Linked DNA regions of Mus musculus: region 2 is linked to region 1. The links are chromatin contacts, called in public Hi-C maps. All regions are on one chromosome and are shown on one strand. Each heading gives the region's core, a stretch centred on a gene start, on an enhancer-like site or on the middle of the called end of the contact. The rest is flanking DNA. Distances are from core to core; before and after follow the strand shown.

Region 1 (4,829 bases), core at 1,036-3,535:
TGATGTCTTTAATTTTAATAACTGATTACTATTCTATTGTATAGATGTAACCTTTTCTTTATCCATTCTTCAGTTGAGGAACATCTAGGTTGTTTCAGTTTCTGGCTATTACAAGTAAAACTGCTACAAACACATTGAGCAAATGGCCCTGTGATTTAGTGGGACATCATTTGGATATATGCCCAGGAGTGGTATAGCTGGGTCTTGGAGTAGAACTATTCCCAATTTTCTGAAAAAAAAAAACCTGCCAAATTAATTTCCAAAGTGCTTGTACAAGTTTGCACTCCCACCAACAATAGAGGAAAATTTCCTGGCTCCACATTCTTGCTAGCATGTGCTGTCCACTTGAGTTTTTGATTTTAACCATTATGATGTGTGCAAGCATGAATCTCAAAGTCCTTTTGATTTGTATTTCCCTGATGACTAAGGATGTTGAACATTTCTTTAAGTGTTTCTTAGCCGTTAGAAAATTTTTTGTTGAGAATTCTGTTAGCTCTGAATCCCATTTTTAAATTGGGCTACTTGGTTTGTTAGTGTCTAGTTTCCTGAATTCTTTATATATTTTGAATATTAGCCCTCTGTCAGATGTAGGATTGGTGAAGATCTTTCCCCATTCTATAGGCTGCTGTTTTGTCCCTATTAACAGTGTCCTTCACCTTACAGAAGCTTTTCAGCTTCATGAGGTCCCAGTTATCAATTATACCAATAGCCTGAGCTATTGGTGTTCTATTCAGGGAGTTGTATCCTGCGCCAATGTGTTCAAGGAAGTTCCCCATTTTCTTTTTTAATAGATTTAATGTGTCTGGTTTTATGTTGAGGTCTTTGATCCTCTTGTACCTGAATTTTGTGCAGGCGATAAATATGGGTTTATTTGTATTCTTCAACACGCAGATATCCAATTAGACCAGCACCATTTGTTGAATCTTTTTTCTATTGTATGGTTTTGGCTTCTTTGGCAAAAGTCAAGTGTCTATAGGTGTGTGGCTTTATTTTTGTGTCTTTGACTCTATTCCATTGATCAGCCTGTCTGTTTTTATGCCAATACCATGTGGGTTTTATTACTAGTTCTCTGTAGTATAGCTTGAAGTCAGAGATGATACCCCCAGAAGTTCTTTTATTTTGATTTAACTATCCTTGATTTTTTCCATATGAAGTTGAGTATTGTTACTTCAAGCTCTGTAAAGACTTGTGTTGGAATTTTGATGGGAACTGCATTGACTCTGTAGATTGCCTTTGGCAAGATGGCCATTTTTCTTTCTTTTTTCTATGACACATGGTCTCATGGAGCTGAGGCTGGCCTTGAACTACCAACCCTTCTGCCTCCACCTCCCAGATGCTGGGATTGCCATCATCTGCTTCCATGCCTGGCATCTCACCATTTTCCATAAATGACTGCAGCATAGTTGGATCCAGGAGCTGTGGGAATTCTGCAATAGATCCTGCCTAGACTCTGAAGGGTAACTCTGTTATATATGTAAACTCGATCCAGTGTGTGCTATCAGTGAGTCACTGGCAAAATGAAAGGAGATACACATTTCTTTCTACAGCTTCATTATGCACACTCAACTTTATCCACATAGAGATTAGGTTTTCTGTTTGACCACCATCCCTAACATATAACACAATGTAGCAAGTAGGCTTTTGCCTTTGCATGGCAAGAGTTCTTCAGACCTTTGTCTTCCAAGTTACACAAACAGTAAACAGTTGCTGGGTAGAAGGAGGCTCTTCAGTGGAGCTGCCTCTGTCTCGTGCAGGGGACTGTACAGAGGCGACTGTCAAGAGGGCATCACTCCTGCTGGGAGAGGATATGTGGGTGATGTGGTTGTCTTGAGGTCTGACAAAGCCAGTGTGAACAGTGCACAGGAGGACTGGATACATTCTCCTAACTATCCCAGAGAGCATGCTCATTTTATTATTGTTTTAATTATTTTTTTCATTATGTCTGTTCACTATGCATGGCATGTGTTATATAAGAACTCTTTCGTACCTGGGTAGCATATATGCTTGGCCAGTGCCCATTTGTATACTTTGACTTATATTTTATGAACTGAGGAAACTAAATCCTTTCTATTTTTTTTTCAAGCTTTTAGGGCAAAATTCCAATAGAGAAAAACTCAGCCATGAGTTCCCGAGTATCCATCAGCTACTGACTTAATGAAACGGAGAATCCTTCAAACAAAATCAGCTACTGTCATCAAATTACCGAGAAGCACCAAGAAGAGTCTGAGAGCTCACCCTTGGCCACCTGCCAGTCTCAGAGTCTCCTGAGGAGGAACTCAGTTTTTAAGCAGCCTTAAGACAGACAGTCTGTGAGTTTCCCCTTTTATACAGAGGAGAAAGTGGCTACGGTCCAAGTTCTTACAGCTAGGATGTGAAGGAAGAAGCCGGCCTTCTTCTCAGGCTGGAGGTGGGCTTCTAGAGATGTGTACTGAGAGTCTTCGGAGATGGTCACAGAATGTGTTTTACAATGACAAATGTCATGAGCAAAACACATCCCAGGGCAGGATTATATTCACTGTAACTCGAAACATTAGGGCACACAATTGTTGTTTTAAGGGACTTGCTAGAGAGTCAGCCCAGTCTAATGAATGAGCTCTGGGTTCTGTGAAAGACCACCCCCTAAAACAAAATAGAACAAACAAACAAACGAAAACCCTAAATCAAAACCAGGTAGACAGCTCTTAAGGAATAATGGCTTGTCCTTTGTTCTCCGTATGCACACCTGTCCACCTGCACATACGTGCATGTGAATTATAGAGGGTGCAAGTTAACTCTAACATTAAAAAGAATGGGGGGTGAGGGTGGGGAATTGAGGGGAAGAAAGCTAAGGAGAGCTGTATTGGACTCAGCAGCAGAGAGACTTCGGGGTCGACTCTCAGTCTCAGGCAAGCACAAGGACACAACATTTCCGGGAAGCCCTGTTGCGAGAACAGACACATGGCTACAAGAAAGCAGTGCCCCGGAGAGTCCCACACCCAGCCAAGAAAGAAAGGACCAGTGAGTCAGGAGCCAGAGAAAGATGAGGAGGGAATCAAAAGGCCCTGAAGACATCAAAACCAATTTCCCAAGGTCTGATGAGACTCGGCATTGGAATATAAATTTAACTGAATTATTTATTGAACATAAATGGACTTTCATTCACGGCAGTGCTGGGTTTGCCAGGCGAAATGGACATTCACCTTGAGAGCAAATTGCTTCTTATCTGTGGAGATAATTGTTTGCAGGAAAGCCCAGGCTGGAATGGAAAGGAAAGGCTGATTATCTGCCCCGTCTTCACCAGAGCTCTGAAGAGTGTGGTCTTGGGTGACAAGAGATTCAAAGTGAGAAAACGAGTCTGTGGGTTAGAGATGCTTGCTGCCGTATAGGGAGAGAACACAGAGCAGCCGTCTGTGCATAATCTTTCCAGGATGCAGGTGACAGTGCGGCCCAAGCCATGTGCTTTGTTTCCTACTTTGAATTTAATTTATTTTGAAAAGCAAAGGTCATGTACTCAAGTGATATTTAATATGGACAGACTTCCTATAACTCTTCCTTCCTATTCCACCCTGGATACACAACAGCTCACTCTCTAGAGGCCACTGTTAATTATTTCTTTTGCGCACACGAGACTTGTGTGCAAAGACTCGGGTGCACAGGCTAACAAATGCACAGAAGTAGACATTCGATTTTATGTTCTATTTCCGCAAAGTTATTAATATTCTTTTAGTTTTTTAATTTTCTGGAATATTATTATTATGTGTGTAAAGTGAGTGTATGTGTATATGTGTGTGAAGTGTGTACATGTGTATGAGTGTGTGTATGTGTGTGTGAGGTATGTATATGTGTACGTGTGTGAAGTGTGCGTATGTGTGTTCATGAGTCACAGTGTGTGGAGGTCAGAGGACAATTTCCAGGAAATGGCTCTCTCTTTGCATTGTGGGATCCTGGCATTGGACTTAGGTGTCAAGACTGAATAGAATGTCTAAAATTAGTCCCAGGCCTAATAATATTATGCTATATTAATAACATTATATTATATTATATATAGTATAAATATAAGGTAAATATATAACAATTGTATATAAATATATAAAATACTTATTAATGGCATCCTTGAAGTATCATATATTCTAATGAGAAAAAAAAACAAGGTAGAAACAGAAAGAGAGCCAGCCTATTTTGGGGACAGAGTGATAGAAGCAGAGCAGGATTCTAAACTGCTCAGTAAGACAATGAGATTTGTGCAGAACCTTGAAGGATTGAGGGTGTGAACTTCACACCTGGGAAGAGTCCTGGAGCCTGACAGCAGCCCTGGGCAAAATACACAGTCAATCTGAAGCCAAAAGTATTTTCTGATGTACTTGATGTATGAGAGAAAGAGAACAGTGACCAACGACTGAGGTCACTCCAGGTGACCGAGCTGCAAGATGCGACCTCATTCAGTCAGTCGTGCCTTGACAGAAGACAGAGAAGCAAGGACAGTCGAGGAGGCAGAACTCCATATCTGTACCACAGTAGACCTTCAACACAGCATCTTCTCTGCCAGCATCAGATGAGCCTTGGTGGTGGGAGCCTGTGTACCTCACTCCATTACTTGACACAGCATATTTAACTTTCAACAAAAATGACAAGGCAGAGCAAAAGGCAAGGGGGAAAACCAGGAGGGAGGTGGTGAGATAGCCCAGTGGCTAAGGTACTTGCTGCTCTTCCAGAGTTGGCTTTCATCTTCCCCAACTACCTATAATTCCAGCTCCAGGGATCTGATACCCTCTTCTGGCTTCTATACACACACACACACACACACACACACCCCACAACTTTCGTGTACACATGCATAACCGTATAAATAA
Region 2 (4,829 bases), core at 740-3,239, 300 kb after region 1:
GTGCGAATGCACCTCCTGGACCTCCTTATGATCTCATTGATGGAAGAGATTCTTGCTTCATCTTTTAAACCTGGATAGAGATGACCTCCATCGACCATCATCACTTCAGAGGGCCCAAAATAATACTGATAGCTATGGTTAAATGTTAAGGCTCTCTTTCTCCATGCCCACGGTCACATCATTTAGGTCTAAGTGTGACAGAGCAAGAAGACCTTGTGTTCTTCCCAAGGACACTTCAGACTTAACTAAAATCTGATCTTGATTGAGAATCCCATGGGAAATGACCCAACCCAGTTCTATTCTAGGAACCTAGAGTCAGGATACCTCTTAGGTTCTGTTAGACTGTTTGCTTGGACAAACCGCCCCCTGAAGCTGCTGAGTGAGATATCAGGGTATAGTTTTGCCTTTTAAAAGCCCCTTGGTCTAAATATTCAGGGCTACAGGTGGGTCCCTGAAAAATTGAGTGTAGTCCCGGCTCGCTGGAATAGACTTTGAGTTGGCTATAAACAGAGTGGTCATCTCTGGTACATACTCTGTAACATAAGCATGCCACATTCTTATTTTAATACATCCCGTCTTCAACTCACTGACTTGTTCTGAAATTTTTCTCTGCAGCAAAAGTCAGGTCCCAACTGCATCTAAGTAGCAGTCTCTCAGAAGAGTTCCTGGCGATGTTGGTTATATTACAGGGAGATAGGCAACACACGGCAAGATAAAGGCCCATGGGAGCCAATATTAATCTGGCTCATGACCTGTAATAATCGAGCCATTGAAGTTCCAATCAGTCAACCTTGTAAAATGTCTAGCACAAGCATGGCCTTTTAAGAACTCCAGCTGATGGCGCCCACATTTACTTCATGACTCAGAGAGGGCGAGACAGCATCCCTCACAGAACTTGACAAAGGGCTGGTGGGTGAGGCTATAGAGGATAAGCAAGGTGCACAGCCAGCCAGGGTTGTCCTGTGATGCAGATGAAATCATATGAGGTTTGATGCCCAGTTCTGTGGGGTCAGATGTCAGCGCCTGCTACAACTGCATAAACTAGCTCTGGTCTGCATCCGCTGCTTACAAAGTCAGATTGGTCCAAAATCCTTTGTACAGAAGGACAGCCAACTCTTCAGAGTTAATCCTGCATCTCTAAATAACCAGCTAACAGCCAGCACAGGTGTGTCGGGAAAGGCATTTGGAGGGGCACTGTCTGAAACTCCTCCTGGGTGAAGCACACCCCCCACTCCAGGTGACTGATGGAGCTAAACCGGCCCTCACAAGATTTGCTCCTGTGACTGGTTGGGGAGAGAGCCACACCTGGAGCCCTGGAGCCCTGGAGCCCTGGAGCCCTGGAGCCCTGGAGCCCTGGAGCCCTGGAGCCCTGGAGCCCTGGAGCCCTGGAGCCCTGGAGCCCTGGAGCCCTGGAGCCCTGGAGCCCTGGAGCCCTGGAGCCCTGGAGCCCTGGAGCCCTGACTCCTAAAACCATTGTCTGGGCTGGGCTTCCCTTGAGGACATTCCTCTGCCAATCAAATCAGGTGCTAAAGACAGCTGGTATGAGCAGTTTTCATAGTCACGTGGGTGATGTACTTAAAAGTTCGGTTTTTTGTTTTGTTTTGTTTTAAGATCTTGAGAATCTCGTGTAGCCCAGACTGGCCTTGAACTCACCACGTAGCCAAGCATGACTTCAAGCTTCTGATCCATCTGCCTCCGCCTTCTGAGTGCTGAGGTTGCACAAATCATTTATGTGGTGCTGGGGATCGAACCCAGGACTCCAGGAGTTCTAGGCAGACACTCCACCAACTGTGAATCACTTTTGTTTTTTGTTTTTCATAAAATGTTTAAAGTATTGGCTGCTTAGAAGCCTTTGATAATAACTTGCTCACCAGAATGGAGAAGGTCTGCAGTGACTGTGGACACCAGACATCGCTGTGTATGGATGTGGCTTCAGGAAACCAGGTAAAGAAATGTTCGTTCAGTGACCTGAGCATAGAGGTCACATTCAAGCTAAAGAAGGAACTAACCCCAGACCAGCCAAAAATCCCTGCTTGTTCATTATGATAATCTGGCATTCACATCTGAATCCTAGCAACTATGGCTAGACATTTTTTCAAGGTTTTTGAAAACAACCTGTGACATGCACACGTTCTCCAAATGGGCAATTTCGGAGGCAGCAGCCCATACCGAATGCCTGGCAGAGGATGTCACCATGGTGTCATTTAGTCTCACAGTCAGTTCCCCAAAAGCAGAAGAACTTCCATTATGGGCGCATTAATAACTGCTATAAATAGAGCCCGGGAAGAATACAAAGCGGTTATCGTGTCTCGTCATGCGTGAAATGTAAGGACTCTGTTAAAGAGGACAAGGTCTCACTGGTGCCTTCATGTCTGAGCTGGCTCTCCTGGAATGGGATTGCATCCTTGCTGTGTGTTCTTAGCCTCCTTTTGGACAGGGAGCCCTTGTCCAGATGAGACTGGTTTTGCTAAAAGCTGGCAGCTGTTACCAGTTGCTCACTTAGAAGGAAGATGTCTGTCTGGCTGACAGTATAGTGCCCTCTGCTGGATTTCAAGTCAGGTCGGGCAAGGAAAACCTCTAGGAAACTTTCCCTTTCCCTCTCTTTATGTGTGTGTGTGTGTGTGCGCGCGCGCGCGCGTATGTGTGAGTGTGCGTGCATATTTGTACATGTGTATATGTATATGTGTGTATATGTGTATATATGTATGTGTGTACATACACACACACATACACAAACACTGTGCAGGTGCATGTGTGTACATGTGTGCACATGTTTGTGGGAGTCAGAGTACAACCTCCAATGTCATTCCTCAAATGCCTTCCACCTTTTTTTTGAAGGACGGTTGCTCTGTGGCCTGGAACTTTGCCAAGCAGTCTTGGTACTCCTGGAGTTCACCCATCTCCACCTCCACCTCCCTGGCTCTGGAATTACAATCGTGTGTGGCCATACATGGCTTTTGCCCAAGGATTGAAGTCAGGTACACACGCATGTGCAGCAAGCACTCTACACTGAGTGGTCTACTCAACCTAGGTCACTCATTTTTGATAAAGCTCGTGAGACCTATGAGGAGGTCTCCATGGGAGTCAAGTAGGACTGTTACGGTTGGAAAATATCTCACTCTCCACAGCCATAGCTGGGATATTTGAAGGTCAACTGAAGACAAAGATACAGTAGGAGCCCAGCAAGGTGCACAGAGCTCATTCTGAGGCCCTGGTGCCTGCAGTCCCAGTTGCACCTCTTCGCAGTAATGGAGACTCGGAACTTGAAAAAGAGAATGATGTAAGTGGTTGACACACTGTGTTAAGCCTCACCATTTCAACAAAGCTGCTCACCACCTGTACTCCAACTTCCTTTTGAAAGCCGCAAAACTTGAAAGCGTGCAGACCATGGGTATGGGACCCAAGGTCACTGCCTGCTCAGGGGTAGAGAAGAGACGAATCCATTCATTCTCCCCTGCGGGTCCTGATCTTGGAAGAGCTTCCCTAAGTCAGTGCGCATCACAAGGGAGCCTCAGCCAGGAACTGTGGCTGACTAACTCCAATCTCCTTACACCAGGAGATGCTGGCTAGCCCTAACTGTTCCCCCAGCAGAGCGGTTTATCATAAAGATGCCAGAAACCCAGTGTTAATCCCAGAGTTTTCAAAGTGGAAAAAAAAATTCAACATGAAACCAGCAGACCAGTAAGGGAGCAGAGGTCCCGGGAGAAGGGGTCATCAATGGGAAAGCATATTCCCAGAAGAGAAGTTCTTTCATTCATTCCATAGTCACTGGGCATTGCCACAGGCTAAGCATGACTTCTTCCCCACCCCACCCCACACCTGCCCCCTGTGCTGAAGAAGCAAGATGTGTGTGTGGCCGCTGGCCCCCGTCGGGCTGCCATGCCCTCCAGCACCTGTTGGGTGGCCCCATTGTCCTTTCCTGTGGTGCCTCACACTCCCGGAGCTGTGACCAAAGCCACAAAAAGGCAGTTTCATAAGAGCCCTCCGAGTGTGCAGGTCCTTCAATAAACAATTTGAAAGGTGAGAGGCTCACACTGAGAGCTTTAGTCACACACGTCCCATAGGTGCAGAAGGGGATGGATGGCTTGCGCTGCCCTGGCCCCAGTGGATGTCCCTCTGATGTCTTTGATGTACCATCTGGAGGCATTACCACAGAGCACCCGGGAGCTCACACGGGTGCAGATCTGCATGGCTACTGCTAATGGAACTCCAGAGCTATCCAGATTTGGCCCACTCACTGTCTCTTAATAGAATCGCCCCACCTGAGGCCTTGAACCTTGGGAACAGGAGCACAGGTTTTGCAAATTGTTGCAAAGATTAGAGATAAAGACCCTGGGTGCTTAGTGTCCCACAGTTAACCACAAGACACGCATAGACCATGTGTAGCTCATTACACACACACACACACACACACACACACACACACACACACACACACAAATGCAGATAAAAATAGTCATACTAATCACTTTTCTATTCATTCAACATTTAAAATAATACTAGAAAGGAGGAAGAAGAAAACATGGACTCATTTGATTGCAAGGACGAGTGGACTTATTTAAACAATGAAAAAAAGAAAGAAACTTACAAAGACCAACATCCCTTTTTTGTCCCCTTCTGAATTTAAAACTTCTGTTCATTAGAAGACAATAAGATGAGGCCAAAGGCAGTCGTAGCTGGGAGAGAACACTTGCCCTGTATATATGGCAACGGACTTTGATCCAGACTGTAATTCTAAAACTTTTAACAGCCAAAAGATAATTCAATTTAAAGTAGGCAAACTCGAGTCAAACCCCTGAGAGTTCTTACAGGAATCAGTGAGCAAAATG

What was found. Hi-C and Micro-C count contacts between places; a contact is called where the count stands out from the background.
Region 2: a contact with region 1 is called in a Hi-C map of bone marrow-derived macrophages, with 30 read pairs. The contact joins two enhancer-like sites. A contact is called at or near these places in 5 of 15 datasets of contacts at CTCF or cohesin (the NIH/3T3 cell line, hippocampal excitatory neurons, large pre-B cells and 2 more), 37 of 484 Hi-C or Micro-C datasets (the 3T3-L1 cell line, 3T3-L1-derived adipocytes, B cells and 21 more), 21 of 115 datasets of contacts at active chromatin or transcription factors (DN3 thymocytes, astrocytes, bone marrow-derived dendritic cells and 10 more) and 1 of 9 other capture datasets (bone marrow-derived macrophages).

The regions. Positions count from the first base shown.
Region 1 is chr13:52,266,201-52,271,029 of GRCm38.p6, forward strand. No RefSeq gene overlaps it. Among named protein-coding and RNA genes, the nearest start is that of Gm33116, 35 kb to the left of the region's middle. Within about 2 kb of position 2,286, at least 11 of the 459 cell types and tissues checked have an H3K27ac peak or open chromatin away from gene starts, as enhancers often do. A contact at or near this core is called in bone marrow-derived macrophages, where this site is marked.
Region 2 is chr13:52,563,057-52,567,885 of GRCm38.p6, forward strand. No RefSeq gene overlaps it. Among named protein-coding and RNA genes, the nearest start is that of Gm2848, 7.8 kb to the right of the region's middle. Within about 2 kb of position 1,990, at least 56 of the 459 cell types and tissues checked have an H3K27ac peak or open chromatin away from gene starts, as enhancers often do. A contact at or near this core is called in bone marrow-derived macrophages, where this site is marked.